2 separate regions of the Gossypium hirsutum genome follow, and region 1 is linked to region 2. A link is a contact called in public Hi-C data. All regions are on one chromosome and are shown on one strand. The core of a region is the stretch at or near the end of the contact, and the rest is flanking DNA. Distances in the headings are between cores, read along the strand shown. Region 1 overlaps LOC107903529 (regulatory-associated protein of TOR 1). Region 2 holds the start of LOC107903558 (WEB family protein At2g38370).

What was found. A called contact is a pair of places that touch in the nucleus more often than the background predicts.
Region 1: a Hi-C map of leaf shows a contact between it and region 2, with 2.9 times the contacts expected there. The contact joins the enhancer-like site here to the promoter of LOC107903558 in region 2. A contact is called at or near these places in 5 of 34 Hi-C or Micro-C datasets (leaf, petal and seedling).

The regions. Positions count from the first base shown.
Region 1 is chrD02:452,825-457,177 of Gossypium_hirsutum_v2.1, reverse strand. It overlaps LOC107903529 (regulatory-associated protein of TOR 1), which reads right to left. Exons shown (of 23, transcript XM_041087917.1): 22 at 4,319-4,353; 23 at 3,366-4,177. The coding sequence ends at 3,839. LOC107903521 (TOM1-like protein 6) reads left to right here. Exons shown (of 9, transcript XM_016829594.2): 5 at 135-289; 6 at 387-468; 7 at 549-634; 8 at 787-1,059; 9 at 1,583-2,747. The coding sequence ends at 2,591. Among protein-coding and RNA genes, the nearest start is that of LOC107903521, 4.5 kb to the left of the region's middle. Within about 2 kb of position 2,402, at least 1 of the 9 cell types and tissues checked has an H3K27ac peak or open chromatin away from gene starts, as enhancers often do. A contact at or near this core is called in leaf, where this site is marked.
Region 2 is chrD02:398,993-403,281 of Gossypium_hirsutum_v2.1, reverse strand. LOC107903558 (WEB family protein At2g38370) reads left to right here and starts at 2,667. Exons shown (of 2, transcript XM_016829642.2): 1 at 2,667-3,229; 2 at 4,098-4,289. The coding sequence starts at 3,041.

The DNA.
Region 1 (4,353 bases), core at 1,153-3,652, 54 kb before region 2:
CACCCTTAAATAACATGTGGTAGTGGACTGGCATCAAGGATATGATATCCGAGGATGTCCACTTCTAAGATCAACTAACTCTCGTTGTCTTTAACTATAGTGATTCTAAAATTTTGTAAATGTATAAATGACAGCGTTCGGGAGTAGAATTTCCCAAGCGTTCATCAAATACAGCTCCTATCTTTACACCACCAGCTACACATCCAACCTTGAATCCCGGTTATGGAATGCCAAGCAATTCTTCTAGAAGGCTTGATGAAACAATGGCTACTGAGATCGAAAGTTTAAGGTCTAAAAAATGACTTTTTAAGTTTTGTTTATTAAGTTTCTTTGTTTATTTACAGGTGTTTTTGTGTCTCACTCCTTTTTCGGATTGATAATCTTAGTTTGTCTAGCTTAGACTCAATGAAGGATGTTGTGGAGCTCTTAAGTGACATGCTACAAGCTGTAAACCCGAGTCATAGTGCGGTATGAACGATAATAATGAAACCTTTTCTTTTAAATTGTCGGTGGAATGTTTAACTGTGATTTTTGGTTCGTATTAACAGGCAGTGAAAGATGAAGTGATAGTTGATCTCGTTAATCGATGTCGTTCCAACCAAAAAAAGCTGATGCAGATGCTTACAACTACCGTGTTAGTCTGTCTCTGAATTTTGTTTTTCTATAATGACTTGGAACTTATCGTTGAAACGGTTTTGTAAAAATGTCGAAGTTCTTTCTTTTATACGTGGCCTATGTGCAGATGTCAAAAGTTTTGCTTCTTTTTCTTTTTATTGGCTGTGGCAGGGACGAGGAACTTTTAGCTCGAGGTCTTGAACTAAATGATGGCCTGCAAAGCTTACTTGCGAAACACGATGCTATAGCTTTAGGTTCCCCCTTGCCAGTTGAAGCTACTGCTGTAAGCCCGATGCATAATGAAGCAAGTTCCTCCAACAAATCAAGTGAAGCGAAGAGCCCAGCACCTAATATAAGTCCACCCACACCGGTTGCCACTGTGACAAAAAGCCATATCGATGAAGAGGAAGAAGAGGAAGACGACTTCGCACAGCTAGCTAGAAGGTTTCATATGCTAACCTCTACTTCACCTTATTTCACCTGTTGCAGTCCTACAAATGACTAATTTTATGTTGTGTATATGGCTTGTCGTTAGGAAAATTCCTTTGCTAGTTTGGTAAGTACCATTAAGGCCCTTGTAATAGGAGTCGGATTGCATTTTGCTTCTTTTACTCAAAAAATGGGCAAATTAGTCTTTGTATTTTAGATTAAAGAGTTGGTCTTTTTTATTAAAAATTCATCCAATTTTACTAAAAACTGATGTGGTTGACAAAATAACCAGATTACAAGGACCAGTTTTTAACAATAAAATGGATGAAATTTTTTAATAAAAGAACCAGTTTGCTCTTTGATCCAGCGTATACAGATTAATTTGCCCCTTTTTTTAATAGAGGGGCAAAATGGAATTCGACTCACAGTTCAAGGGCCTCCATGGTGCTTTTACCTTGCTTGTCTATAATCAAACCTTGTGTAAATATGATAGGTTTAGCTCAGTTCTTGACTGGTTCACCTTTTGTTCCGAGTGCAGGCATTCCAGAGCACAGTTCACATCTCCTCAGAACGCTTCTCCTGGAACAAGTGAAGCTACTGCGCCAGTCAGTAATGCCAATGTGACGACATGGTATACACCAACTGCCTCAACCTCTATTCCGAGCAATGCTTTAGCTTTGCCTGATCCACCTGCACCAGTTAAAACTTCGAAAGAACAGGACTTGATTGATCTTTTAAGCCTTACCTTGTCCACAACAACGGCTTCCTCTCCGCATGCCCCTCCCACACCACCATCTGCATCTCAACATCAGGTACCTGTTCCTCCTAGCAGCCAAGGATATCCTTATGCTTCCCAAACATACCCTGCAAGTCAGGCGCAGCTGCCGTATAATAGTTATGTGGTTCCTTGGGCTCAACCTCAAAAACCGTCTCAGCCCCAAGTCCAGCCACAACCAACCCAGTTCCAAACTGAACCGCAAGCTCAAAATCAGTTGAATTCACCATCTCAGGCTCAACATCAGTTCCAAGCACGATCCCAGCCTCATCAGTTAAATACACAGTCTCAAATCCGACTCCAACCCCAATCACCATCCCAGTCCCAGTCACCGCACCAGTCATTCGGACAACCTCAATACCAACCATATTTCCGGCCTCAATACACATCCGCATATCCCCCTCCACCATGGGCTGCAACTCCCGGTTATTTCAACAGCCAAAACCACCGCTCTTCTACAAATAACATGATCTCCACTCCCCAAGTGAACACCACTGCATCAAATTCCATTACAGGGCCCAGACCCTTGCAGCATAATCGCTCATTCCCCATAAGAGGAACCAACGGCGGAGCACCAATGAACGGAGGTGATTCTTGGACGATTACCGGTCCTAGGAACCCTGCTCCCACATCAGGACAAAAGCCTTTTATCCCATCATACCTATTGTTCGAAGATCTGAACGTGCTCGGAAATGGCGACGGAAGGCGTAGTAGTACATCACCAAACTTGTCGGGTAGTAATACACAAAGTATGGTTGGTGGAAGGAAGTAAGAAAAGAGTGTTGTAGTTTTAAGGTTTATGCAAAAGGATATATATGTCCATTGTGAATCTTTGGTGTAAATCAAAGTATCTAAGACATGGATTTGTTTTTCTTTTTAGATTGATTTGCTGTGGAATTTGTCTTTTTAGATTTGATTTGTGATTCAATATTGTTGTTGTTATATTAGTATATAGTTTTTTGGTGCCTTTTAAATATGTTTATTTATAGCCTCTGCCATTACCATTGCCATTCTCACCTTCAAAATTAATAATTACAATGCAATAGTTTTGGTTCTTACTGAAATTACCATTTATGATTTGTGAATTATTGTATGAAGTTAGAACTGTAAATATTTTGCTAGGACTGTTGGGATTAGCAAATGATTTATATGCATTCAGAGTGGATGTTTAGTGGATTTAAATTTCAATTTTTTGCGCATCTGAATATTTTTTTATATTTAAAAGAAAAAATTCAAATGGATAATAGTATTTAATTTAATTTACAAATCTATAAAATGGAATTAAAATAATTTAAAAAATACAAATATTTGATCTCCTCTCAAAATAATCCAAAAAACACCCTAAATGTCCAATCCCATTTGTGGCAACAATTAATAGGAAGTTCTGCAAAATTACTGAAAAAAAATCCAAATTGATTGAACCGATTGAACTAGGTTCGATTTTATAAAATTTTTAAGAATTTATTTAATCAAAATCGGAACTTAATCGGTTTTACCATTGATCTGATTCCAAAAATATAGCTTTAGAGTGGCAACAACTTGGGGCTTGACCATAAACCAATCTGATTGCAATACGTAAAATTTATGACAATGGCAAATGTTGCAGCCTTTACAATTTCAACACATTGAAAACCATGAAATAATGGGAACCAAAAAAAAAAAAAACAAAGGAAAATATTTACAATGCATCATCACCTATATATATAACATATTATTTGCCAAAGCCACCCCCACAAACCCCCCGTATATGTTTATGCAAAGATAAACGTGTGACCGGAGGCTAATGAAATCAATATATATATCTCTGTTTATACCCCTGAATTTCCAATAACACCCATAGTGGAATTGTAAGCCTGGCAGCAGCATATCCCGAAACACTCGAACAATGATCCGAACTCGAATAAATTTTTGCAACTATTAACTTGGATCACTGACCTTCCATGAAATTTGTGCCTAAGACGGTTTCATTCACCATGATCTGCCTCCGGGTTTTGTGATACTGTGGAAGGATTTATACGTTTATCTTGTATGAGAGTTGTCATCAGCATAGATTGAAACGCAGGCATCGGCGGCACCGGCAGCGAGTAACACTTGGTAGGGATGGAAGGTAAGGCAACTTACGGAACCAATCTTCTGGGCCATGAAGGTATGTTGGTATCTAATGGTGCCGAGTTGTTCACCTTTTAGACTGAAAACTTTGATTAGCTGTTTTGCTGAACCACTGGCGATTATCGGGGCATGTCTATGAACAGCTAAAGCTGTAAGTGATCCTCGGTGAGCATCAATTGTAAGGTCTGTATCTCTTTGACTTCTAATATCGAGGAACTGAATATCACCAGCCTGGGATGCACTAACAATCTGAAAAATAACATGAAAGTTCATCAATGTTTTGTGTTTCCTAGATCAAAATCTCGAATGAGATGTTCAACAAGGAACAAGGATGTTGACAACATCGATGCACGTTTTTTTACCAGACATAAGAAATGTGAGTTGCCTTACCTTTCCTTGATCAAGTCCGGGTTGAAAGCCAATAC
Region 2 (4,289 bases), core at 1,418-3,917:
TATGTGAAGTTGTGGGTTTTGGGCATCTTCTTCACCCATTGAAGCTTGTGGACCGACCGATGCTGATATGAGAAAAAGCCATTTTGGTCCAATGATTATGATTTTATATTATGATAGTTACACTACTTGAATTGTTATTTATACTCAATTTTGAGAGGAGGCTGTTTTTTTTTTTTTTGGAGAGTTGGTTAATGTGTTGTCGGTTTGAAGTTGATGGATGTCTCGATGGAATTATATTGTTTTAGATTAGGGTTTGTCTCTTGATTTTACGAAAAATTTGAGTGCTTGAAGAGGTGGAGGGTTTAACAAAGTAGGAGTTTCCCGTTAGATTGAACCGCACGTGGCGCCCAACCACCTACTAAGGAAACGTGAGCATTTGCACTTGATAGGGTTTGAACCTATACCCCTTAAATGGCAACAATAGGAATCTATGACATTATTGGCACTCAAGCTTTCTAAAGAGTCCGAGAGACAAAATTCAAACAAAGGACAATACCGATCTATTGAGAGGTTCGTTGGCTCCGGATGGCCAACATTTTGTAGACTTCTCCAAATGGAGTCGGTCTCCCCTCAACAAAAAGCAAACGCCTTGTCGATAAGGGACATGCAAGGTGCACACTCATCTAGCAAATGAAATGTGAGCATTTCCCTATGAGAGGGTTTGAGTCTCCCAACCCATAACTTATAGGTCATATTGAGCTGAGCATGGTACCACTTAAGGTTGTTGGAATCAGACTGGATTGGCCGGTTGGATCAATAATTGACTAGCATATCAGTCTGAACAAAGCTTTTAACTAGATTTTGAGTGAAACACTTGGTACCGGTTGAATCGGTTGTCTTTATTTTTTAAATATATTTTTAAATTTCTATGAATATTTGATAATTTAGTTGATTAAAACCAAATTGATCGATTGAACTGATAGAATTGAAAACTGGTGGTCTAACTGATTCGACTATTAGTCCAGTTTTAAAAACCTTAGTATCACTTGGTCTAGCTCTTTTTTGTTGAAGAGAGCTCAACTCTTCCAAAGAGTTGGCCTTCTAAAATCAACAAACCCCTTAATGAGTTGATATTGTTCCCGATTGAGGTTTTATCTCTAACTCTATAGAGAGCTCAAATGTTGTTAGCTACCTCAAGAGATGGCGCATTCATAGAACATGAGCACTTTATCAAGAAGAACCATGTGTGGGGCATGAGCACAACTCGCCAAGCCCAAGCTTGTGAATTCGTTTTAATGTTTAGTTTAAGGTACCACATAAGTTGGGTCCAATTTGGATGGACCGATTATTTTCTACTTTTTACCCTATCTTCATACACTCCACTTTAATAATATATATTGTAACGGTCGAGTAATAATTAAATTTACGCTGGTAAAAGAAAAAAAAAACACAACGCATGCAACAGTTAAAAGTAAAAAGCTTCTTTGATTTCAACACAATAAATTTGAATAAAAAGAAGATCAATCATTTTAGCTGAATGAGTTTTACTCGATTGATATCTGTATTATTGTCAGTGCAGAATAACGCGAATTTAAGTGTATTGAAATTTATTATCTTCCTATTTATAGGTTGGGGAGGGACTAAAAAACAAATACGATGAATAATTTTTATTCTTTATTTCATACAATTTTAATTTTTTTTTTACTTTTCCTAAAGCTAAAAGAAAATAAACATAAAGCATTGATTGTGTTTGAAACTTTAAGTTGACCAACTAGTTATTAAATTACCATAATTTCTTCCTTTAATTATACATTAAGGAGCGTTTCTTGTCCTCTTTTAAACTATCATTTTTTTCTAAACTAATTAGTTTAAATTAAAAATAGATCATAACGTTACTCTGGGTTTCGAATTCAGCTTTACTTCGATGAATTAAATAGTTATTACAGAGTAAGAATTATTGGGTAATAAAACACGTGCTTAGAGAAAATAATCAAGTCGCTGATTTTATTATTAAACCGTCTTCTGGCGAGAAGGAGGGTATGTAAATAATTGAAAACGTATTTAGGGAGTTATTTGATACTTTTGGATGAGATAAGGTTTCTGGGACTTTTGTTCATTTTAGTTTAATAATTTTTTTCTTACCAAAAAAAATTGGATTAAGAAATTATAAACCATTTTGTTAATAGTATTAAATGTATGGAATTATGGTTTATAATTTCAACCATTTTAATATTGTTTTATCCCTAAATTTTAAAAAATATTTTTAATTGAATTTAATTGAGTCTTTTACTATATTGGGATAAAGCAATATTCAATCCTTGAACTTGAAAATAATTTTCAATTTGATCCTTAAATTTTTTTTGGTCCATATTAGCCTCGAAACTTGGTAAAAATTCTTAATGTGATCCCTAAACTTACATTTTTGTTAAGGTGTAGTGATGATGCGGCACAATCTTAGATTGCCACGTTATTATACCTTAATATAATTCAAGTTTTGGGACTAAATTGAAAAAACCTGTCGAGTTTCAAGACCAATGCAGACAAAACAATCAAGGACCAAAATGAAAAAATTGTCAAGTTTACTTTATCCCTCAAATTTAAGAAATTAACGACAATTTTTAAAAATAAAATAAAGGCAAAGAAAAAGAAAAAGAAAATCTCAACCGTCCAACACTCAAAAAATAAGGTTCTTGTCCTTTTAAAGTCCGTTAAGATTTATTGCCGTTGAAAGCACTGTGTCCCCCCATATTGCCCCCACACACGCTTTAAATTTCCCATTCCCCATAAAGGGCACCCACCAAAAACCAAAATCCCCGCTTTTTTTACCTCACAACTCCACCTAACTCATCGCAATTTTCTCCAAACATCGAGGACATTTATGTCAATAAAAGAAAAAAACTCAAAATCTTCCCTTTTTCTTCTTCAGTCTCATAGTTCATTACCGTTCCCTCTTTTATAGCACTGTCGCTTTGTATTTTCCATACAGTAGCAAAAAACGAAACCCCCCACAAAAACCAAACATTATTAAGTTCTTCGCAGATTTTAAGGTGTTTTAGTGTTCTTTTTTATTTAGGATTCTGGGTTTTGTTTATTTTTTGTAATGGAAGTGGAAAGCTGTGAAATTGGTGGTGGTGGTGTTTCAGCCACCAAAACCGGTGGTTTGTGCGGTGGTGTAAGAGCTGAGATCGATACTTCGGCACCGTTTGAATCAGTTAAAGAGGCTGCTTCTCGATTTGGTGGAATCGGTTATTGGAAACCCTCTCAACCTAAGCTCATGTCTGAAACTGAGGTAAAAATAAAATCTTGGTTTTTATTTTTGGTTCTTTTTAAGGAAAATGTTACTGGGTTTCATGTTTTTTTTTTGTTTAAATTTTCAATGTGGGTTCATAAAGTTCTTAACTTTGAAAATTTTAATGCACTATCTGGCTGTCAAATTTGTGTTTTTTTTTTCATATTTTTGCTTAAATTCTTGCTTTGAGGTAAAATAAATGGTGGAAAATCAGAATAATAAGTGTTTAGAAACGAATAGTCCACTGTATTTTGCTTAATGCAGCTAAAAAAAATTAAGCTTTTCATTGTTAAATTAAATCTTTTAGGGTTGTTTTGTATGGATTTTGCTGTCTTATACATAAATACATTATGTATGTATGTTTGAATGTATGTATGTATCATTGTTTACTAGGTTTCATTATGGCTTCTTTATACTATAACTTTGAAGTTGTTGTTGTAGCCTTCTTGTTAGTTCAATGATACATATAGATGGATTTTGCTGTCTTATAAACACGTATATATACATGTATACATTCGTACATACATATATATGTATGTATCATGTTTCATCATGACTTCTTATTACTGTAACTTCGAAGTTTGTTGTTGTAGTCTTCTTGTTAGTGCAATGATACATATATATGGATTTTGCTGTCTTATAAAGACATATATATATACATATATACATGCATGCAAACATACATATGTATCATTGTTTACTAGGTTTCCTCATGGCTTCTTTATTACTGTAACTTTGAAGCTTGTTGCTGTAGTCTTCTTGTTAATGCAACAGCTTTTATAATATGAGTTGTCTCGAAGGCCCTCTAGTTTCAATTGATTGATGTTTCGATTTTAAACTTTTTTCATGTTCATTGAATGTTTCGCAGCATGATGGGGAAGAAGTTGACATTGCGAAATTGGAGGAACAAGCGGCGAAACTGGAGAAAGATCTCATTGTTAAAGAAAGAGAAACGTTGGATGTGCTGAAAGAACTCGAAACAACGAAATTAACCGTCGAAGAACTAAAATTAAAGCTGAAGAAAGAAGCATCCGAAGTGGATGTGAAGAACACGGATGCT